Regions from separate parts of the Zea mays genome. Here all the other regions are linked to region 1. The links are chromatin contacts, called in public Hi-C maps. All regions are on one chromosome and are shown on one strand. Each heading gives the region's core, a stretch centred on a gene start, on an enhancer-like site or on the middle of the called end of the contact. The rest is flanking DNA. Distances are from core to core; before and after follow the strand shown. Region 1 holds the start of LOC103645624 (transcription initiation factor IIB). Region 2 holds the start of LOC100273287. Region 3 holds the start of LOC100283657.

What was found. Hi-C and Micro-C count contacts between places; a contact is called where the count stands out from the background.
Region 2: a contact with region 1 is called in a Hi-C map of tassel, with 2.1 times the contacts expected there. The contact joins the promoter of LOC100273287 here to the promoter of LOC103645624 in region 1.
Region 3: a Hi-C map of seedling shows a contact between it and region 1, with 6 times the contacts expected there. The contact joins the promoter of LOC100283657 here to the promoter of LOC103645624 in region 1. A contact is called at or near these places in 5 of 25 Hi-C or Micro-C datasets (ear, leaf, seedling and 1 more) and 1 of 3 datasets of contacts at active chromatin or transcription factors (leaf).

Annotation. Positions count from the first base shown.
Region 1 is chr1:286,036,437-286,039,532 of Zm-B73-REFERENCE-NAM-5.0, forward strand. LOC103645624 (transcription initiation factor IIB) reads left to right here and starts at 1,776. Exons shown (of 1, transcript XM_008668645.3): 1 at 1,776-2,372. The coding sequence starts at 1,950. The coding sequence ends at 2,372.
Region 2 is chr1:285,861,442-285,864,387 of Zm-B73-REFERENCE-NAM-5.0, forward strand. It overlaps LOC100273287, which reads right to left and starts at 1,646. Exons shown (of 17, transcript NM_001147728.1): 1 at 1,482-1,646; 2 at 714-1,087; 3 at 563-607; 4 at 431-471. The coding sequence starts at 848. LOC103644037 (probable protein phosphatase 2C 34) reads right to left here. Exons shown (of 4, transcript XM_008667229.3): 4 at 2,169-2,875. The coding sequence ends at 2,615.
Region 3 is chr1:286,226,025-286,229,115 of Zm-B73-REFERENCE-NAM-5.0, forward strand. It overlaps LOC100283657, which reads left to right and starts at 1,459. Exons shown (of 8, transcript NM_001156558.2): 1 at 1,459-1,815; 2 at 1,921-2,034; 3 at 2,924-3,081. The coding sequence starts at 1,669.

The DNA.
Region 1 (3,096 bases), core at 526-3,025:
AACACAGAAACATTTTGGAGGCCGGTAGGCACTGGTCAGTGTTTGTTTCGGCGACAAGGCCTTACCGCACTGCGCTAGTCCACGCTGTCGTTAGGGCAATGCTCGACATGATGCGACGAGCTGGCTAGGGTCCCGCAGCGGCGACATCCACCGTGCACGTCTTTGTCGCCGGGGCAGGTGCAGAGACACGGCTGCAGCATGCCGGCATGCGGCCTTGGATGACTCGCTAGAGCAGATGATAACATAGGGCTACGGGGATACACATTTTAATTAGAATCAGATGGTTTGAAAATAAAACAACGGGAACATAGAAACGTTTTGGAGGCCGGTAAGCACTGGTCAGTGTTTGTTTCGGCGACGAGGCCTTACCGCACTGCGCCAGTCCACGTCGTCGCTAGGGCAATGCTCGACACGATGCGATGAGCTGGCTAGGGTCTCGCAGCGGCGACATCCACCGTGCATGTCTTTGACGCCGGGGCAGGTGCAGAGACACGGCTGCGGCATGCCGGCATGTGGCCTTCGATAACTCGCTAGAGCAGCTGATAACATAGGGCTACAGGGAGGCGTCAAACTGCTGGGAGGAGGCTTGGAAATGCATGAGAACCACTCACGCTCGTAGCATATAGTCTATAAATGATTTAAAAAACATATGCATCTCCACAGAGAACTTGTTTAGAGTTTCATTTTTCCATTGTTATATGTTATGGTTTTCAAATATTCAATATATGGTTCAAAATTATAACTAAGTCTTCTCTATCTTTTTGATTGATGAGTTTTGTAAGGAGCCCTGAGTTTCCTCTAACTAGAGGAAGTCCAGGCCGACCACCTGCGACCTGGTCAAGCCCGGCGCACACATTGCACCCATTCACCAAGCCAGGCTGTCGGGTGCGCCCCCACCCCACGTCTGTGCATGAAAAAAATACGAAGGCATGCATGAGTCAAACACGTTTTTCTGTACGCGCGTAAATTTAGGAAAGAGATATGTGACTGTTTCTATTTTTAAATGCTTGATTTTCTCCATAAATATAGGATCGTTGGAACAGACATGCAACTAGACTCGTCAGGACCAATTTATGATATATACTAATACTAATTATGCTACACAATATAAATATTTATGCAATTCAGTACACTCTGTAAAAATCTGTTACATACTGCATGCACAAAATTAGGATGACAAAAACGTATGATGAAAGGAAATGAATTGGCATGTATGGAAATAAAAAATAGTATTTAATGCTTTATTTCCTCCATAAATATATGATAGCTCCAACAACAATGTAGCTAGGCTCGTCAGGATCAGTTTATGATATATACTGATATTAATAATACTACACGGTGTAGATATTTATGCAATTCTATACACTGTGTAAAAATATGTTACCTGCTGCATGCGCACAAAATTAAGATGAAAAAATGTAGGATGAAAGGAAATATATTGACATGCATGGAAACAAAAAATCGTATTTAATATTTTATTTCCTCCATAAATGGATCGCTCCAACAACCATACAACTAGACTCGTTAGAACCAGTTTATGATATCTTTACTACTATTAAGGCTGTAAGGGGTAGGCTGCCTCTCCTGGTTCTGCCTTCAGCCAATCTGCACTGTCCATCTATATGCATCAAATCATCACCGTCCGTCTCGTCGCCTCCCCTTCAAGCCTCCTCCATCCTTCGATCGCAACTGCTCCTCTCTCCACTCCCCTCTTCCTCGACAGATCCTCCAACACACCGCCGCCGCTCCCCCCTCGCCCTCTGGCCTGACCGGTCTGCCTCGTCCGCTTCTCTCTTACCCTTCCTCCCCCTCCTCTCCTGTGGGTGCTCCCTCCCTCTCCGGCTCTCCCCCCGTCCCCCAAGCCCAAATCACCGCGCCTCGCCCCACAGCACCGGTTGCGTGGGAGGAAGGAGAAAGGAAGGAAGGAGGGGAGGCGGCTGTCGGGCGAGATGAGCGACTCCTACTGCCCCGACTGCAAGAAGCAGACGGAGGTGGCGTTCGACCACTCGGCGGGGGACACGGTGTGCACCGAGTGCGGCCTCGTCCTCGAGGCGCACTCCGTCGACGAGACCTCCGAGTGGCGTACCTTCACCAACGAGTCCAACGACAACGACCCCGTCCGCGTTGGTGGCCCCTCCAACCCGCTCCTCACCGACGGCGGCCTCTCCACCGTCATCGCCAAGCCCAACGGCGCCCAGGGCGACTTCCTCTCCTCCTCCCTCGGCAGGTGGCAGAACCGCGGCTCCAACCCCGACCGATCCCTCATCCTCGCCTTCCGCACCATCGCCAACATGGCTGACAGGTACGCCTCTCCGGAACTCCCTTTCTTACGCTACAGCTTCGATCTGGTTCTATCCAAGTATGTAGTAGTTTGCGCTGAAGTACCGTGGCACTGGGTCTGACAGTTTGTGTTGTCCAAAGGATGGTCAGTGGAACATGATAAAAAAGGTACGCCATGAACATCTGAACAACCATTAACATTGTAGCAATAGTAGTTATCATTCTAAAAACCTTATTCAATTCAATGTGCGATAAACATAGTGTTATGTCTATGGATAAGTAAATTCTTTCCATGGTAAATATCATGATTTATAGGAGAAGCTTGACCGGGTTGCTTGAGTTTTGTTCCCTCTATACTAGGGTAGCTACATAGGCTTCTTGCTACATGTTCACTGAAGTGGAATGATGGAATTTTTGTGATGGTAAATTTATGTTACTAATTTTATTATTTGTCTACACATTCTATTTTGTTATGTGCAGCAAGTAGTAGATGGTGCAAGGGTGGGCAACTGGGCCTGCGTTAACTTTTGTCAAAAGTTGCGTGCAGATAGTGTTGGTAAATTTTGCTCTGATCTGATTAAGTGGTCTCGCACTACTGGAGTGGTAATATACATTTACGTTTGCTTTTGATTTCCTTATCATCAAAGAATTTTCTTGCATGACTCCCAGTTTACCATTCCACTCTGGTTTCAGGACATGGATAACTTGAGACTTCCAATATACACCGCTCGTCCTGAACAAGCTGAAACTGATCTTCGTAGGCTCTATCAGGATGCTCGGAACAAGCTAAGATGGCAAAAGTTTGATCTTTTGCTT
Region 2 (2,946 bases), core at 396-2,895, 180 kb before region 1:
AAGTAATATCCAGTGTTATTAAAACTATGTTTAAACGACGTTTAAACGTCAAAAATCTAATTAGAGGTTGAAACCGTGTTTTGGCATTCTAAACTATAAAACACAGTGTTTCATGCATTTTAGACTATTAGCTACTTTTGGACCCAGTCTGTTAGTTACTTTTGGGTCCAATCCGGCTCATGGGTGAAGTTTTGGTAAGCCACTAACCTCTCTGTTTTGGTTTTAACTTCATATTATTGTCTGAAATTATGATATATTGTATTTTTCCTGTGTTGTTTAAAACTGTATATAAAGTTCGTTTAAACGTTTAAAAGTCAAAACTTCACCCATGAGCTTTCAACGTTTTATCGTTTTAATAACCTTGGTAGTATCTCTACTAATCATTGACCTGGACAAATTCCAATAAACAAGAATTTGGGCATATCGTTACCTCTCACCACAATGTGGGCACTCGAAGGCCATCAGAACCACCTGCAGATTCACAAAAGCAAATTTCACAACTCCAGTCTAACCAACAATACTAATCAGAACAAGAAGCTGAGGCCATGAGCACAGAAAGTACCTCCCGGAAGTGCGGGATCAACGTCAGCAAAAGCCTCGTGATGCCCTAACCCCATGAAAGCGAAGCAACAGGCCTCAGAACCTTCGACAAGCACCCCAACAGAAGAGGACGGAACCATCAAAAAAGAGAGGTGAGGTACGGGAGCACTCACGTTCTCGCCGCAGCGCATGCAAAGGGACTCAATCTCGTGGAGAGGCGTGGCGTGCGCCTCCTCGTCAGCAGCCACCGACTCCGCCGCGGAGCCAAGGTCCACCACCACACGCCCTTCATTGCCAGAGCTCGCCATTGACGCAGGGAATAGGAGTCAGCTGGAACACTCGTGGACGAGACAGCTCCGTGAAAGCTTCTGGTGCGTTGATTTAGCTATGGTGGTCACGGCTCGCGGGAGTCGCTCTGGAGGTTTGGCGGCCAATGTTTTCAGATTGCCTTATCGTTTCTGATCGCCAGAAGGGCGATCAGCCGACTAATCACGATTAATCGACGATCAACCCGATTAATCAGCCACAACAAATCAGCATTCAACACCTGCAGAGATATGCTCATTAGCATTCAACAACACCTCACAACAGTCTAAATCTAAATTCAAGGCAGCAGCATTCAACATTCATCATTCAAGCTATAGGCTCCGTTTGGCTGGCACAGCTGCTGCTTGTTGAAAAAGTAGCTTATCTGAGAAGCAGATGAAAAGCAGCTTATCTGAGAAGCAGATGAAAAGCAGCTTCTGATTGGCAGCTGAACTGATAAGTTGCTGCAAAAGCTGTCTATTTGGCAGAACTTCTGCTTAAATGTGTGAAGAGACTGAAAATAAGCTGTGCCAAACAGGGCCATAATCAAATCAGCAAAACAGATACAGCCTATCGGGGACTGGGGAGAAGAGATGGACTGGTGGAGCCGTGGAGACATGGAGCCTTCACCGTACCTGCAGGCTGGCGCCGCCGCACCAGGGATGGAGGAGGGGCCGAGGGGGACGATGCCGCCGTATCCCCCCGTAAGTGATAGCGCGCCGCGGTCGCCTGCACAGTGCTCCGCTAGGGTTCCTCGCCAGCTGGTTCGCGTCGCGTGTGCTGGGCAGCCTGGGCTTTGCTGTTGCCTGTTGGCTTGGCTATGCTCACGTGGGATGGGAAAAAGGAAGCCTGGGCTGGGCCGATGGGCCGGAATTCCAAAGCAGTGATGGGCCGAAATTGTTGGCCGCGCGCACGACGACTGCAGCTGCCCGCACTGCGCGGCGCAGCGAAGGAGGCAGCGGCCGCCATTTTTTTGGCTCGGTTCTTTAGTGGGACCTTTGGGGCTTTGCTTACGTTTCGGAGATGAGGTCTGTAAAATACTGTGGAAGCTTCTAGCTTCTAGGCTTGTAGGCTCACTGGCTCAGGGAATCAGAAGAGACGCCCAGTATTATACTCCGTGTTCCCGTTCGGAAGTGAGGGGCGTTTAAACATTCCGTTCGTAAAGAAGTTTCCAATTACAAACCATGAAGTTTCCGTTCGTAAACAACGCCGCGAATGATCTAAACAGTCCGTTCCACAGCACGAACCATGAAGAGTTTCAACGATTCCAGGTAGAGGTAATCTTGTAACTACATACAACGAAGTTTTGACAAAAAGCAATGCTAAATGAAATAAGAGCATCTCATCCGTTGCAAATAAATAGTATATATTCTCATGTCACAACCTAACTTCTAGATCATAAGCAGAGCATATGTTCTTTGGTCACCAGTCACCACTAACCTCCAGTTGCGTCATCAACTATTTCACGACACCTCTGTATTACAGATTTCTTAAATTAAATCCGATACAATGGACGGATTTACCACTGGGTAAGCATAATCAGACAAAAAGAAACAAGAAAATGATCTGACTGACCAATTACGCTACGTAGTTCCAGACCAAATGATCTTTTCCGATGCTACACACCCACGCTATCTATGTACATCTCGAGTTCTTCCCTTCCTATGGCTATGGCACTGCAGTCCCTCAGCTCTACAACTCCACCGTTCACCAGCAGGAGAGCGCAAGGCAAACCCCAGTCTTCTACTCTAGCCAGAGTTCAGCTCTTTTAACCGTGCAAGGGCTCCGCAGACTGGTGTGTGTTGGAGGAGTATATGTCGACGGGAGCACTGATGCAGTTGCTACTCGAGTCAACGACCCTAGTGTGGCGGCGCTCACGGTGGCGATCAAGGAAGACCACGACGACGCTGATGTCGTCATGGAAATGCCGCCTCACTCCCTTGTCGATCGTCCTCAAGTCACGGTACCTGACCTCCCTCTTCCTGGCTGCCTCCTTCAAGGCAGCCTTCACCAGTCTGTTGGCGATCCCCTGAAAGAGTTCGTGACGACACACAATTAGTCAGGCTGCAAACGGCGCGAGCATAGAGAAAGGGGCCCTAT
Region 3 (3,091 bases), core at 209-2,708, 190 kb after region 1:
TTTCACATTTTCACCGTCATCGCTCTCCAATATTTAAATGGTAAAAATACTAAAATTATATGGAAAATAAGGATTAAAACTATGGTTGTTAGCTACAAATACAAAACCACTCACTTAATAATAGAACACATATAAAAATTTATATTCTATATGTAAGCATAAATAGAAACGATACCAACATACATGCACTTTGCTAATACCTATACACACGTAACAGCGTCGGATACCAATTTCCAAGAAATACCAATTTCCAAGTGGCATTTGGGCATTTGGCGTGTCCTTAGAACAATAGGCTTAATATACCACCACATCCTAAACGAGATGGTGCCTTGAGTTTATCCCACCTTATTAGTTTTGACGAAACGATTCTATACCTCATATTCATTATTATTCTCTGCTTTAAATTATAAGTTATTTTAACTTTTTTTGAGAGTTAAGTTTGGTCAAAACCATAGGAAAAATTATAAACATTTATGGCATCAATTAGATCCATATAATTAATGAAGAGTCTAATAATATTTATTTAGTATCATAATATTTATTATATAAATTTGGTTAAAAGTAAGATATTTTGACTCTCTAAAAAGTAGATTAAGGGGGTGTTTGGTTCTTTTAGGTAGTGTTTGGTTGAGGAGTCAAGTAGAACGGAGCCGTTCCATCACTGATTCTAGGAACGGAGCCGCTCTGTTCTGTGTTTGGTAATCTGGAACGGAGCGGCTCTGTTTTTTGTTTGGTTGTAGAGTGAACGGAACGGAGCGTGACTGTGCGAGCGGGCTGGGAACGGAGCGGCTCCGTCCGGTTGATTTTTTGGAGCGGGATGGCTCCGGATCTGAGGAGAATATTCCTTAATTGGAGCCATTCTGTTCTAGTTACTTTGTAACCAAACAACAACAAAACTGGAACAGAACGGCTCAGTTCTATTTGGCTCTTCAACCAAACACTACCTTAGTCACCTAGCTAAACTTTTTTACTATACTTTAGTACGTAGAATTTCTATTAGAATGGCTTATTTAGTCATAATGTTTGGTAGTTTAGAGACTAAAAGCGACTAAATTTTAGTCACTAAAGTTTAGGAGGTGGGACCAAACACCCCTAAAATAAATGTTTATAATTTGAGGCTGAGATGGTGGTAGATTAATCTATTCATTTTATAAAAAATCACAAATAAAAAAGTGAAGGATAGGATGGTGATGGGCCATATATTTCTTATACCAAACGATTCTAAGGTTATCTCCAGCAGCTTAATCATCTTTATACTCATGTTAAAGTCTACTCTATAAATAATGCAATATACAGTGCAAAATATTATTTTATGTGACCATATAATTGAATTGCTGACACAGTCTAAGGATTTAACTCTTTTATTTTTTCATAAAAAATCTTTATATTTTCCTCCAAATGTGAAGCAAGTACGAGATGCAGCAGCACTTATAGTCTTATAGACTTGTGTGTGCGCGCCTGGGCCCACCGTAACTGACTGGGTGTTCTTTACAGACACGTGACGTCGCGCACCGGGCCCGTCTATCGAGTATTCGGTCCCATTCGTCAGTGCTCGGACACCTGACTAATAACAAAAGAACTCGCTCCATTCAGAGATTCAGAGAAGACCCGCCTCTCCCGTGAGGCCGTGACGCGACGCCGGATCGTCCTCGTCTCCTAGCTCGTGGAATGAAGGGAGGTGGCGTCATCAGGGCCGCCGGCGGAGGTGCCGGCGGTGCGGGTCTGTTGCGAACGCGACTGCGGCTTCCCGTGGTGCTCCTCTCCTGCTCCCTCTTCTTCCTCGCCGGCTTCTTCGGCTCGCTCCTCTTCACCCAGGTACGCGACGGCGAGCCCCGAGCCACGTTCCGATTCGTAGCTTCCTTGTAGCGCCGCTCCTGATCTGGGTGGGCTGGCTGTGGTGCGGTGGGAGGTGCGGTGCAGGATCCGGAGGAGGCGGATATGCCGGTGCCGAGAGAGCGGCTGTTGGAGGCGGCGTGGCCGGAGATGCCTTACGGCGAGTCCGGCGAGGCTGCGCCGTCCTTGATCCCATACCAGGTGATGTCTCATTCCGATTCCATCTCTGCATGGGGCGGTTGCTTGTTTCGTCATACATTCGGCGTGACGGGCATTGGTGTGGGCACGAGTGTTCAGTGTTCGTGAATTCTACGCCAGCTCGTGAATGCGACATTCCCCGGTTGACACGATTCGTCTGTTGGGGTATTCGATGTGATATCATGCAGTGATGCACTTTGGGGTGAAACTAACTTACCGGTGTAATGTTTCCCCAATTTTGACTGTACCTTGTGGGCAACAGCATTGCTGTGATGCCCTGATAACTATCATGTGATTGTGGCAGAGTTTGCGGGTCAGTTGAGTGCATACAATTTTCATGGTCTCCTGGTCTTGCGTGTTGGGAACTTTGTTTGGCATTTCAAAATTAGCAGGCATCCTGACAGTAGAGGGAAATGCAGGAGGTGTGGGTGTTGTGGGACTTTCAGTCAACCTCACCAATCACAGTTGTATATCTGTTTCTGCCATCATTTACCTAATGTAGGTTCGTATTCCTCAAGAACAGTTGTTACAATGAATGGATGTACCACATTTATATTTTATTGTGTTTATGCATCGAACAGTTCAGCAGATTATTGGCTACATTGAGGATAATTTTTTGGTATGGAATGGATATCTTAATTTGATATCATCTGAGCAAATTATACACCCTAGATTTCTCACCATGACACAAGATATGCATCTCACGTTTGTTAGCTCATGGATGTGTATCCTATCTCCTAGGTCCTAGCACTACTTGCTTGCAGGTTAAGAATTCAGTAATATCTTTAGTGTATTTCTTCTGTTACATATTACACCATGACCTCAGCTTCACTAGACATTGCTGGGTTAATGATGTGCTGCTTCTGATAATGTATTCTGAACTCTTGAGCAGATTTTGAGCTGGCAGCCTCGTGCTTTGTACTTTCCACAATTTGCGACATCAGAACAGTGTGAAAATATAGTAAAAACGGCAAAGGAGAGACTTAAGCCATCAACATTAGCCCTGAGGAAAGGAGAAACCGCAGAGAGTACAAAAGGAATCAGGACAAGGTAACCTTAA